Regions from separate parts of the Lactuca sativa genome. Here region 2 is linked to region 1. The links are chromatin contacts, called in public Hi-C maps. All regions are on one chromosome and are shown on one strand. The core of a region is the stretch at or near the end of the contact, and the rest is flanking DNA. Distances in the headings are between cores, read along the strand shown.

What was found. Hi-C and Micro-C count contacts between places; a contact is called where the count stands out from the background.
Region 2: a contact with region 1 is called in a Hi-C map of bud, with 8 times the contacts expected there. The contact joins the promoter of LOC111895360 here to the promoter of LOC111895323 in region 1. A contact is called at or near these places in 3 of 4 Hi-C or Micro-C datasets (bud and leaf).

The regions. Positions count from the first base shown.
Region 1 is chr4:142,710,685-142,716,489 of Lsat_Salinas_v11, forward strand. LOC111895323 (probable serine/threonine-protein kinase At1g54610) reads right to left here and starts at 3,713. Exons shown (of 7, transcript XM_023891409.3): 1 at 3,083-3,713; 2 at 2,655-2,939; 3 at 2,235-2,552; 4 at 1,890-2,117; 5 at 1,700-1,800; 6 at 1,489-1,612; 7 at 1-442. The coding sequence starts at 3,424. The coding sequence ends at 101.
Region 2 is chr4:142,964,877-142,970,681 of Lsat_Salinas_v11, forward strand. LOC111895360 (ubiquitin-conjugating enzyme E2 27) reads right to left here and starts at 2,630. Exons shown (of 5, transcript XM_023891440.3): 1 at 2,287-2,630; 2 at 1,974-2,022; 3 at 1,623-1,782; 4 at 1,436-1,525; 5 at 1,149-1,356. The coding sequence starts at 2,464. The coding sequence ends at 1,249.

The DNA.
Region 1 (5,805 bases), core at 2,463-4,962:
AAACAAATCATATTTCATTCAAGAAACTATAGAACATGAAACAAATGTCAGAAACATCTTAAAAAAAAATCAAGTTAAAAAAAAAGGCATTTATTTATATCTACCTTCTGTTGCCAAAAACTGCCTCTTTGGTTTTGAATCTTAGATCCATAGAAGTTGGAAGGAATGCACGGATGAACTTACTAGAAGATATTGTATGTGATCGTCCCCTTCTATGTTTTTTCTTTGAAGTGGTCCCCACTTCTTTCACTGATCTTGAAGATTTTGAGTCAAAAATTGATGAGCTAAATGACGAGTCATCACCTCCATTGAAAGAAATAGGACCGTTATTATTATTATTATGGGACGGATCAAGTGGATGTCCGACCGCCGCATCACGGTGGGGCGGCGGGAATTTCTCGCTCTTGCTTTTCGCGTTTCCTTGTGTTACAACTCTCCATCTCTAAACATCAAATTCAAGAAAAATGAACACAGAATCACAGGACAAGACAAAACAGAACAACATTGTACTGGGACTAGGACTGATTGGACTGATGTCAGTGGGACAAAAATAACTGCTTTTGTCCCACTAAAAAGGTGAAAAGTAATACAAGATCACGTGACATGACATGTGTCAGTGGGATAAAAATGTCACTTTTTGTCTTATCCAAAAAGGTTTTTATGTAGAAAAATCTTATAATTTTGGGAAAATTTTTGATAAAATCCTAAAAAAAATTAACAAAAAAGTCTTGATTATTTAATTTTACATGATAATCTATCATTTCCTGTTAAAACAAAAATAAGGATTTTTTTCGTTAATTTGAGCAAAATATTAAATAATTGAGACTTTTCTATTCAAAAAAAAAAGACTTTATCAAAAAGTTTCCCAAAATTATGAGGCTTTTCTACATAAAACCCTACCCAAAAAGGTGGAAATGAATACAGAATGTCGGAATTACATGACAAGACATAACATAACAGAACACAATGACTTTGTACTGCATTTGGCATGCACTGGAATGGGTCTTTTTGTCTGGCCCAAAAAGGTGGAAATGAATACAGAATGACATAACATGACATGATGATCTTGTACTGCATTATTGGATTGGGATTGAAAAATAGCTCTAGAAAGCTTGTCCGGTCCGGTTATCAACAGTAACAAACACATTTATTGAGGCGAGGAATATTGAAAAATTTGACTACTCATTTCTTGCCACCTATTCACTCTAATGATGATAAATTGATAAAGAAAAGAATTGAATTGGTAGAAAAATATGAGCGCGTAAAACTAAAGGTGGTGCCTTTTTTGGATCTAATGATGGATACTTTTTGGCAAAAAGGATAAATCCAAAAGTGTTACTTTTCCTCAAAGAAACTTTAGATTAATTGTATAAAAGAAAGATACTAGTGCATTTTTTTAATCACATATGGAAGATAGATTTTATTAATTTTATATAAACAATGAGTAAAATCATCAAGAACAAGAACAAGAAAGTAGAAAAAACATACATCTAAATTTGATTGGATCTCTGCATTGGCTTCTGGAGCTGGAACTGCCCGACCTGCCCGATCACGTGTTCTTCCTTTTTTATTCCCATCAACAGCATGAGATTTCCCACTCAATCCCCTTTGCCTAAGAAAAAAAAAAACAACAATCTGCATCAACATATACCCAAAACAAAACAAGGGTAAAAAGGTAAAAAGGAAAAATGGTAAAAACCTTCTGGCTTCTTCATCTCTCAATTTGACATCCAGTTCTTTGCTTGGAGGGTACTTTGGTAATTCCGAAGGCTCACAAGCATAAGGTTCTGTGTTAAAAAACTGTATACATGTGGAGCATAAAGATTACTCCAAAAATCAGAATTGTTTATCTTGAAAACTTCAAAAAAGGTAAAATCTTGGAAACTCACATCACTGTTCAAAGATGCAACAGCAGAGCCACGTTTATCGGGATCAATTGCAAGAAGATTTTCTAATAAAGGAAGAGAAGAAGGTGGAAAATCTTTAAAAGTTTCTACTGTTGATCGTTTGTATGGTTGTTGTGGCTTAAAAAGAGTAGCATTTGGTAATCGGGATCTCTTCCAATATTCCTCTGATGGTGAACCACATAACTTGAATATCTTGTGTAGTTGTTCAACCTTCAAAAAGAAAAAAAATATCCAAAGATTATAACAGCATCCAACTTATGTTTGAAAAGATAATTGCTTAGATTTTGATTAAAAGAAATGTTCTTTTTTTATTTTTTCATTTTTTACCTCTGTGCGACCTGGCATTATTGGTTTTCCAGCAAGAAGTTCAGCCAAAATGCATCCAGCACTCCAAAGGTCAACACCAACACCATAATAAGTTGCCCCTAAAAGAAGCTCAGGGGGTCGATACCAAAGAGTAACAACACGACTAGTCATTGGTTGTTTATGTCTTGGATCATAAAAAGAAGCCAATCCAAAATCTGCTATTTTGAGAATCCCATCATTGTCTATCAGCAAATTAGATCCTTTGATATCTCTGTGTAATACACCATTCTTATGGCAATGTTCAAGCCCAGAAAGTAATTGTTTAATGAAGCATTTGATCTGCAGATATAGGAACAAGAGCAACATAAACAGTTTTACTTCTAAACCACCAATTAATTAGGGATAATGAATGTATGAAACAATTTGGATCTTGAAGATTACCTGAGGCTCTGTAAATTTGACACCTTGAACAGCGGCAAGACCAGAGAGATCATGTTCCATGTATTCGAACACTAGGTAAAGACTGCAGGACATTCTAGATGTAACCAATCCTTCAAGCTTTATGATATTTGGATGATTAAGCTTTTTCAAGATGATAATCTCTCTTGCCATGAACTTCACATTCTCGGGGTCTAAATTATCAACCCTAACTTTCTTCAAAGCTACTATCTTCCCTGTTATTAAATCCCTAGCTTTATATACATTGCTATACGTTCCTTGCCCAATCTGATCATCAATTATTGAAGAAATTTATATCAGAGAAAGTCAACATCTCATAACCTGTCACTCGAGAAATCGATTCAGAATCGATGAAATGAAAATAAATTCTTCATATATAAGTGATGAGATTCAGGTTTTTTATAATTTACCTTATCGAGTTTCTCAAAAGTATTAGCACGACGAGGTATCCAATCTTTAATGGCATCACCGGCGACGTCGGAAAGCCACGACGGCCATCCTTGAACAACTTTCAGGCTATATTCCGGCTTCGGCCTACGCCGGTCAGACGGTCGAACTTCGCCGTCGGTTTGGCGGATCGTTTCCACAGCTCCAACTTTTTTATCATCCTTGGCCCCATCCGGCGCTACCTGCTCGACGTTTTGTCTAGGTTGCGTAGAATTCGTAGTTGTAGATTCTTCTCCATTCCGGCGGCGGTTGTTTGACTTTGACCGGCGATCTGAAGTTGATGTCGTACCGAGCACACAGCCCATGGCTTAACCTACCTCGCCATTAACTATAAAGCCAGGTATCTGTTGTCTGCAAAACAGCCACCAGTATCGGCGCTTTCTGCATTAAATTTTGAGAAATTACGGCAGTTTAACAGGAAAAGTGAAGTGATTCCGGTGGTGGAACCGCTGGCGGTGACTTGTACGATGCAAATAGCCACTGGAACTCTTTTGGAAATTTTGCAGATTGCAGAGAGAGAGAGAGAGAGAGAGAGAGAGAGAGAGAAAGAGAGAGGGGGGGTAAAAAGGAGTCAGTTTTTTAGTCTTTTAGATTTGGATTTCGATTCGAGTTGGTTTTATCAGAAACTTTTCAGCCCTCCTTTATAAACATAATTACATTATTACCACTGTCGCTAAATCAATCAACATCTCATTCTTCAACTCATTAAAGTCTTTTGACTTCTAGAATGGAAAACCATTTATTTTTTAAAAATTAAATATGCAATTTCAATTTAAGGGTGCTAAAATAAATCGGTAAAATAATGAAGTAAACTGATTGATTTTTAAGATGGGTTAAAACAAGTTTGATTGGGTTTATTTTTTAGGAAACTGCAAGAATGCTCCTTGTGTTTAAACAAAAACATAAGAGTTTAGTTCATTTATAGAAAAAAAAAAAAAAAAGTAAGAATTACAAAAAACGTTCTTATGATACATGGGTTATTGAAAAGCAACGACATGGAAGCATCCGTGGAGTAGTATGAAGGACAAGCTAGAAATCAAAATGGCTTTTGATATTTGTTAGCTCATATGTTACTAGTCTACATGTTTATGGATCATTTTATCTCTAGCCCATAAACAAATATATGTTTGTTTGTTCGATTTGTTGCAACTGTTGGTTTGTTGTTGTTCCTGTTCTTTCTTTGCTTGTCTATTGTTGTTGGTTTGTTGTTGTTCTTGTTCTTTGTTTGCTTGTCTATTGTTGTTGCTGTTCTTGTTGTGGTTATCTACCAAACATGATTGGAAATGATGATTCTCTTTAGCCGATCAATACTCGATTAGATTGAAAAAATTACACGTATTGGAGCTACATTATGAAAATCTTCATTTGTGGGAATAATATGTGGGATTATGTGATACGACACAATTTAGTTATTGGCCTATTTTCTTGCCATGACGTTAAGTTGCTTTCGAGTTATTCTTTATTTTATGTTCCACTAAAGCATTAGTAGGTCACGATTTACAATTCCTCAATTTTAGCTACTTTTAGGAGTCTTTGTTTATTTAATTCATGTATTGTTCCATTTGAGAATTATGAATGAAATCATAAAAGTTGTTTTAGTTTTGCCTGTCTCTTGTATCTAACTTTTATGGATAATAGTCATCTGTAAGTGGTGTCTATCAACGATGCTTTCATTATCGTTCATCATGCCTTCCCGTCAAGATCTGTCCACCGATGTCACACCGCCAAGTATCCGCGAGCAACTCTCCACACTCATCTTTATTTCCACCGTTAATGTCCGCCGTCTTGCTTCAATTATCACACAAATGGCTACCGTCAACATCCTCATCGGCATTCAAACCGAGACCATGGCCAAACTCATCCCGCATCCACCTCCACTTCCACCATTGAATCAACAACTAAGGTCGTCGTCGCCGACATCCACATTGCCACTGTTGTCGCCACAACAGTCGTTATTGCCACCACCGCCTCCAAAATCATTGTAATCGTCCATGTCAACCCAACAACCACTTCTTTCTTCGCAACCGTTGCCATCATGGGTTTCGAATGTTTGATCAAGACCACTCATTCGAAATGAATATGATTTGGAGTTTCGAATTTTGGTACTGAAGCAAATGTTTCGTGAAAATCTGGAACATTGTTCCCCGTCAATTCCTTAAAAGTGTAGTGAAAATTGGATTTCACTTTCATCATGGTCTCATGATGTCAGATCATAAACACAGATTTTTTATATGTCTAAGTCTCGATGGGTTTGATCAGAGACCTCTCGGACATATGTCTTCGTGTGTGATCGTGTAAGAACTTTATAGGTGAAAAAGATTGATATAAGACACGAAAAGTACCTCTGTTATATTTGGACAAAACAGTAAACGCTTAACTCATTTTGAGAAGAGTCAGGTAGCTCAGGAACTAATGTGAATATAAGCCTGATTGGGAAGAAATTTTTGTATGAATAATTTCATTAAGGCTTTCGTACACACACATTGAGTCATTTGAGGTTTTGGACAACATGCAACAACATGCTTCTAGGGACAACTTAACTAGTTCAAGTGATGAAAAATGTATTAATTCATACGAAAAATGTACCTGACCCTAGAACGGCAAGCATAATTCACTGTTTATCTTCATGATTATCTGCAACAAAATACTAAAACGAAATAAGAATCAGAATATTTTTGTTGTTTTG
Region 2 (5,805 bases), core at 1,380-3,879, 250 kb after region 1:
TTTGGTCCCTATTTTACCTAAAACGACTATTTTGCCCTTGACTTTTTTAATTTATTTAAATAAATACACCCCAGCCCACCCCCTCACCTTATCTTCAGGGGCAGACCTAGTAGATGTCCCGGTGTGGCACCGGCAACACCTACTTTTTCTGTCCGCAGTGCAAAATTTTTTGATTTTTCGATTTCTTTTACCTTATTTTTCTACATCAGCAACACCTATTTCAACATCGACAACACCTACTGTGTATTCCTACGTCCGCCCCTGCTTATCTTACACACCCCACCATTTTTCCCTATTTAAATAATAGTATTTTTAGATAAGACAGGGACCAAACGTGTAACAGAAACAAAAAGTAGAGTACAAGTGCATAATAAAAACAAACATGAGAGACCTTCCGAGTAGAAAAAAAAGTTAGAGACCAAACGTACAAATTATCCCAAACCATAGGGACCATTTGTGTAATTTACTCACCATGAAAGCTTTGTACACCAAAAGCAAGTTTAGCAAAATATTAAAACCTATTCGAAAGAACAGGTTTTTCAAACCGATCCTAACAAGCTTCTATTAATTTGGATATTTTTGCTTAGAAACGGGCTTGAAATTGATCGGGTTTTAACTCAATCCGGTTTTGACTTTTATTGACCAAATACGATCAGGTTTAGAGAAACAAATCATCTTTGTACACCTCTAACCAATTTTACTACTTATCAAGCCTATACTCATAACTAGTTATTGGGTTTGAGCCCTTTAACCTACTTTTTCATAATAATAATAATAATAATAATAATAATAATAATAATAAAAAGCGGTATTATAAAACTTATTAACTAATATAACTTGTTAGCAAGTTATAAAATATAAAAAGTATACCAGTCAATAACAGAATCTTTATTATATATTCATTAATTTGTTTTATAATATAGAAGTTAGTGAAATAGATACTAACAAATATAACTATTCTCATATAAATTATTATACATGTGTTAACCTTTTTTATTTAATATGTAGTTGTTAAAAAAGAAATATAAATCAAGTGTCAAATATAAAGTAGCCGATCTTTATTACACTACCACATTACTATGGATTATATAATTTATACACTACACTCTTAGATCAATATTGCAACAAAACAATATCATTTATCACAATTCTTCTGATAACAAATATTTTTCATTTTCAAAAGTTTTCGTGTGTTCACAAATGAGAATTTAAATTCGACTACATATAATATATAATAATTCATATATTTTAGCCAGAACATAACTTCTCTAAAGCCATATTTTCATCACCACCAACAACTTCCAGAGTACTCCTAACCAACCCTTCAGGGAACCCCATCTCCACAAGCTTTTGTACCTATTCCAATATTTAAACATAATCTCCTTATATTATTGATATTTCACTCATAAATAATAATAATAATTATAATATTTACCTTCTCTTCAACCCCAAGAGATGATGTTTTTGCAAAAGACTCTGTCCAGTATCGAGCTGTGCTTGCAAAAGTCTGGTAGTCTTTAAGATACTGAAAAACAACCAATAAAAGATGAATACATACAATTGGTATAATTATGTGAATTTTGTTAAGTATAGTGTGTTAATATGAAAATGAAATGTATTACTTGTTGAGCTACAACAGCATCTTGTGGATCATCAGGTTCAGGGGCAGAGAGTAAAGCCTGTATGGAAAGAAGAGCTGTCTTCAAAGTAAGTGCTGGACTCCATTGATCCTTCAAAATGTCCAAACAAATGGCTCCACTTTGGCTGCTGATGTTTGGGTGCCTTCAAATTAAGTTGTTAAGATGTAAATATAACCTTCAATGATGATTAATTAATAGCAGTATCTTGTCATGTTTGGAAGAAAAACTAAAAAAGGAAGAAAGGTTAAAGACAATTACAACATTATGCTTAGTGTGTTTAGAGAATCAATGGAACAGTTATAATGAGAAATGATTCAATATGGAAATACATACCAAACTTTAGTTGCGAATTTCATCTTTGGTGGCTCAAAAGGGTATCCATCTGCAATTTATACAACGTGAATCATTTGACGTGCCTTCCAAAAATGAACAGTATCGATCATAAATTCAGAATCGATTAATCCCTGATTTGACAAATAAAAGTTTTCAAATTTGGTGATCGAACAGACGGTTTCAAGTATACAAGCTATGGAATCGATCGTACATGGAATCCAAGCTTAGCTAATGTTTATCGATCAGAAATTGCAATTAACATTCGACTGAAAACCTAAATTTGAGTAGCATTACTATATATTTAATATATTACCAGGTAAATTGATATCAATCTTGAAGGTTCCGCCTTCGTACGGAGTACCAATCGGGCCGGGAATTGTGCCGATCAAATTGGTGAGATTGTCGGATTTAGGGTTTACGCTTATACCCGAGACATTAATGTCTCTGTTACATTCTTGAAGCTCCTTTTGCACTCTACTAAAGTCCACCATCTTCTTCGCAATTGGGGTTTCAAAAGAGGGAAACGTTTTACGCAGGTTTTTGCGATCTTTACCTCACACACACACACTCGCGGTTTCTCTCTTTAGGGTTTACGAATTTACCTTTATGGGTCGATTTCGGTGATTGAGAAAGCAAGGTAAAGTGGAGTATAAACAAAGCAAGGAAGGAAGTGGTCCTTCCACTTGTAGTAGAATTTGTAAACTTTTATATTTTTAATTTTAATTTTAATTTCTTGTATAAAATTTTCGTTCAACACTCGTGAGGAATTCGAAAATCGCCTACTCCTACACCGGTCTATATTAAGATCGGTGCATATTTGTGGTTCCATTAATTGCGTAAGTGATCGACGAACCTTGAAGGAATGGTTACGAATAAGAATATTAGTTTGTAAAGTTACAAGTACTAGGATTTGTAAATATTTACATTTTAAGTTTCATTTCCTTGTATGAACTTTTCTTTATACACGTGGTAGGAATTTGAAAATCGTTTTCTTCATTATTGTTTTACAAGAACTAGGTGTGAGACTTATGTATTATATGAGTTTAATTAAAAAAAATAAATATAAAATTTTAACAATTTGAAGAATTTGAATTTATAAGAAAAATAAGAAAAAAAATTGAATTATTAAAATTAATGAGACTGTAATGTATTGAATACATTACATATATAAAATTCTTCTAATAAATACCTTACATATATATATATATATATATATATATATATATATATATATATATATATATATATATATATATATATATATATATATATATATATATATATATAGGCCTAGGTTATTCTATTCAAAGTAATTATTGTGTTATTGTATGTATAAATGTGGGTCAATCAAATTTACTTATTTTAAGAAAGTGAATAATATATATTATTGAATTAAATATAATTGAAAATATCATCTTAATTAATTATAAGGGTAATTTAATCAATTAATATAGATTTAATAAAGGAAAATTGCATTTTTTAAGGGATCATAGATTCTATTAATTTTAAAAATCCAATTTTACATATTATAATTTTTTTAATTCGGACATTCTCACAGAATATGTTTATGAGTATATTCAAAAATAAAAATATTCTTGAACCATAAATAATAAAAATATTCTTGAACCTATTTCTTGATCATGAATTTAAAAACTTATTATAGAATAACAAATCCTTAAACAATCAATTGAAGAATAAAAATAAAACATATATTATTTCTTATAGAATACGGGTAACAATTATTAAAAATTACATTTATTGTTAAGGAATAAAACTAAAAAACAATCAAACCGGGAAAGAAAACATCAAAATCTAACAACGACTACTACATTCTAAAAGAATAATGTGGTTCGTTTCAATTTTGTGATCTGTTCTTCAAGCATCAATTTTTGTGATTCCAACAGAATTGGAATTCGTCTTTCCATTCCAACAGAATTGGAATTTGTGATTTCATTCCAATAGAATTGGAATCTCACCAATATCATCCATTGAATCATCTACATAAACACTCTTCCATTCTCTATTCTTTTCTGCATCGATTCACAATTAATATTTAATACAAAAGAAAAATCACCCCTGCATTCCTTCTCTTCTTCGTTTTCAGTCAAGAACACACCACCGAAGTGGATGTTTTCTAGTGCAAACAGAAGAGATCAGCAGCTCCTTTCTCTTCTTCTTCTTCTTCTTCTTTGATTTCTGCCAAGAACATCAAGAGACCAACAACCTCTCCCTTTTCCTTCTATCTTTCCCTATTAAAAGAAACAAACAAACAAAAAAACTCCCCTTATATCGTTTTCTGCCTGCTTCCATTTTCCTTCGTTGTTGGCTGTTAAATCAGAAAGAAAGGGGGAGCAAGGAGATTATCGGTGCAGCCCCCCATCACATCCCACACATTCTCTGGTCAAGCAAACACCTCCGAAAACCTCACCTGCGTCGCTGCTTCGCTGCTCCTTGTCGAGAGCTCCGTTTCTAGGGTTTGTAATTCGATAGCAGCTTGAGCTTCGTCGTCCGACTCCGAGTCGGAATCGGAACTTGATGCAGAACTGCTGTTGCGCACTATGATGGAGGGTAGACCCAGATCGTCGTCGATTGATCCGGCACAAAACATGAGATTATCATGGATGATAACGATTGATTCCTTTTGAAATGAGGCCTTTTGTGCATCTATGATCTGGATGAGGTGTTTCTGAAAATGGGGTTTGCATTTATCATTTAGAGCTTGCAAGAACCGAATGAAGTCGGAAGAGTCGTCGGTGTCGGATAATTTGTCCGACAGAGGGAGGAAGATGAAGTCAGGGTGATTAGAAGGGTCTGGTGGATGACGGCTGTATATAAGAAAAGAAATTAGGTTAAAATTGAATGCTAGCATGATTATAAGACTATTTGTGGAAGCTATTTATCAAATTACTAAAATACCCTTGTTTATTTATTTAATTATTTAAATTTTTATTTAATTATGATTGGCCCACATTTATGCATACAGTAACACAATAATTACTTTAAACATTTGAACCTCTCTCTCTCTCTCTTTCTCTCTCTCTCTCTCTCTCTCTCTCTCTCTCTCTATATATATATATATATATATATATATATATATATATATATATATATATATATATATATATATATGGTGTAAAACCCGTGTATTATACGGGTTAATTAAACAAAAAATTAAATATTAAAAATATAAACATTAACTATTTTTTTTAAATAGAATTTTGAAATAAGGAAAGAAGAAACTTATTAATTACAATTACTATCATATTTATTACATTTAATAATTAACATATATAAACATGTAAGCATTATGTAGCTTTTTAATTTAAAATTTGAAAAAACTTAGAAATTGACATATGATATTATTTATTTTAAAAATATAATAAAATGATAAGTGTCAAAACTCATAAAAAATTGACACGTGACAAAATTAATCTTTATTTATTATAGTTGATGAGTCATACGTGCAAAAAAAAAACATGATTTTCAAAATTGGGTAGCATCTTATATAGCTGGTTCATGAATACGAGTTTTCCACTTCCCTAAATTAGATGAAAAAATCCATTAACCTTTCATTATTGCTTGAAGGCACTCAAAGAAAATGAAAGACGACTATACCATTTTATATAAGAAACAACAAAATAATAATCTCCTTCGATGAGTCAAAAATTTTAACTATTCAAAAGAAAATCTCAATGAAAAATCAACTACGAATAATTATACTTTCTTTAAAAACATAAATATCAAAATTCTAATTATAATAGATATATTATTACAACATCACTTACATTTAGCATGTCTTGGACAGCTACCATTTCTCCATTTCGTTTATGAT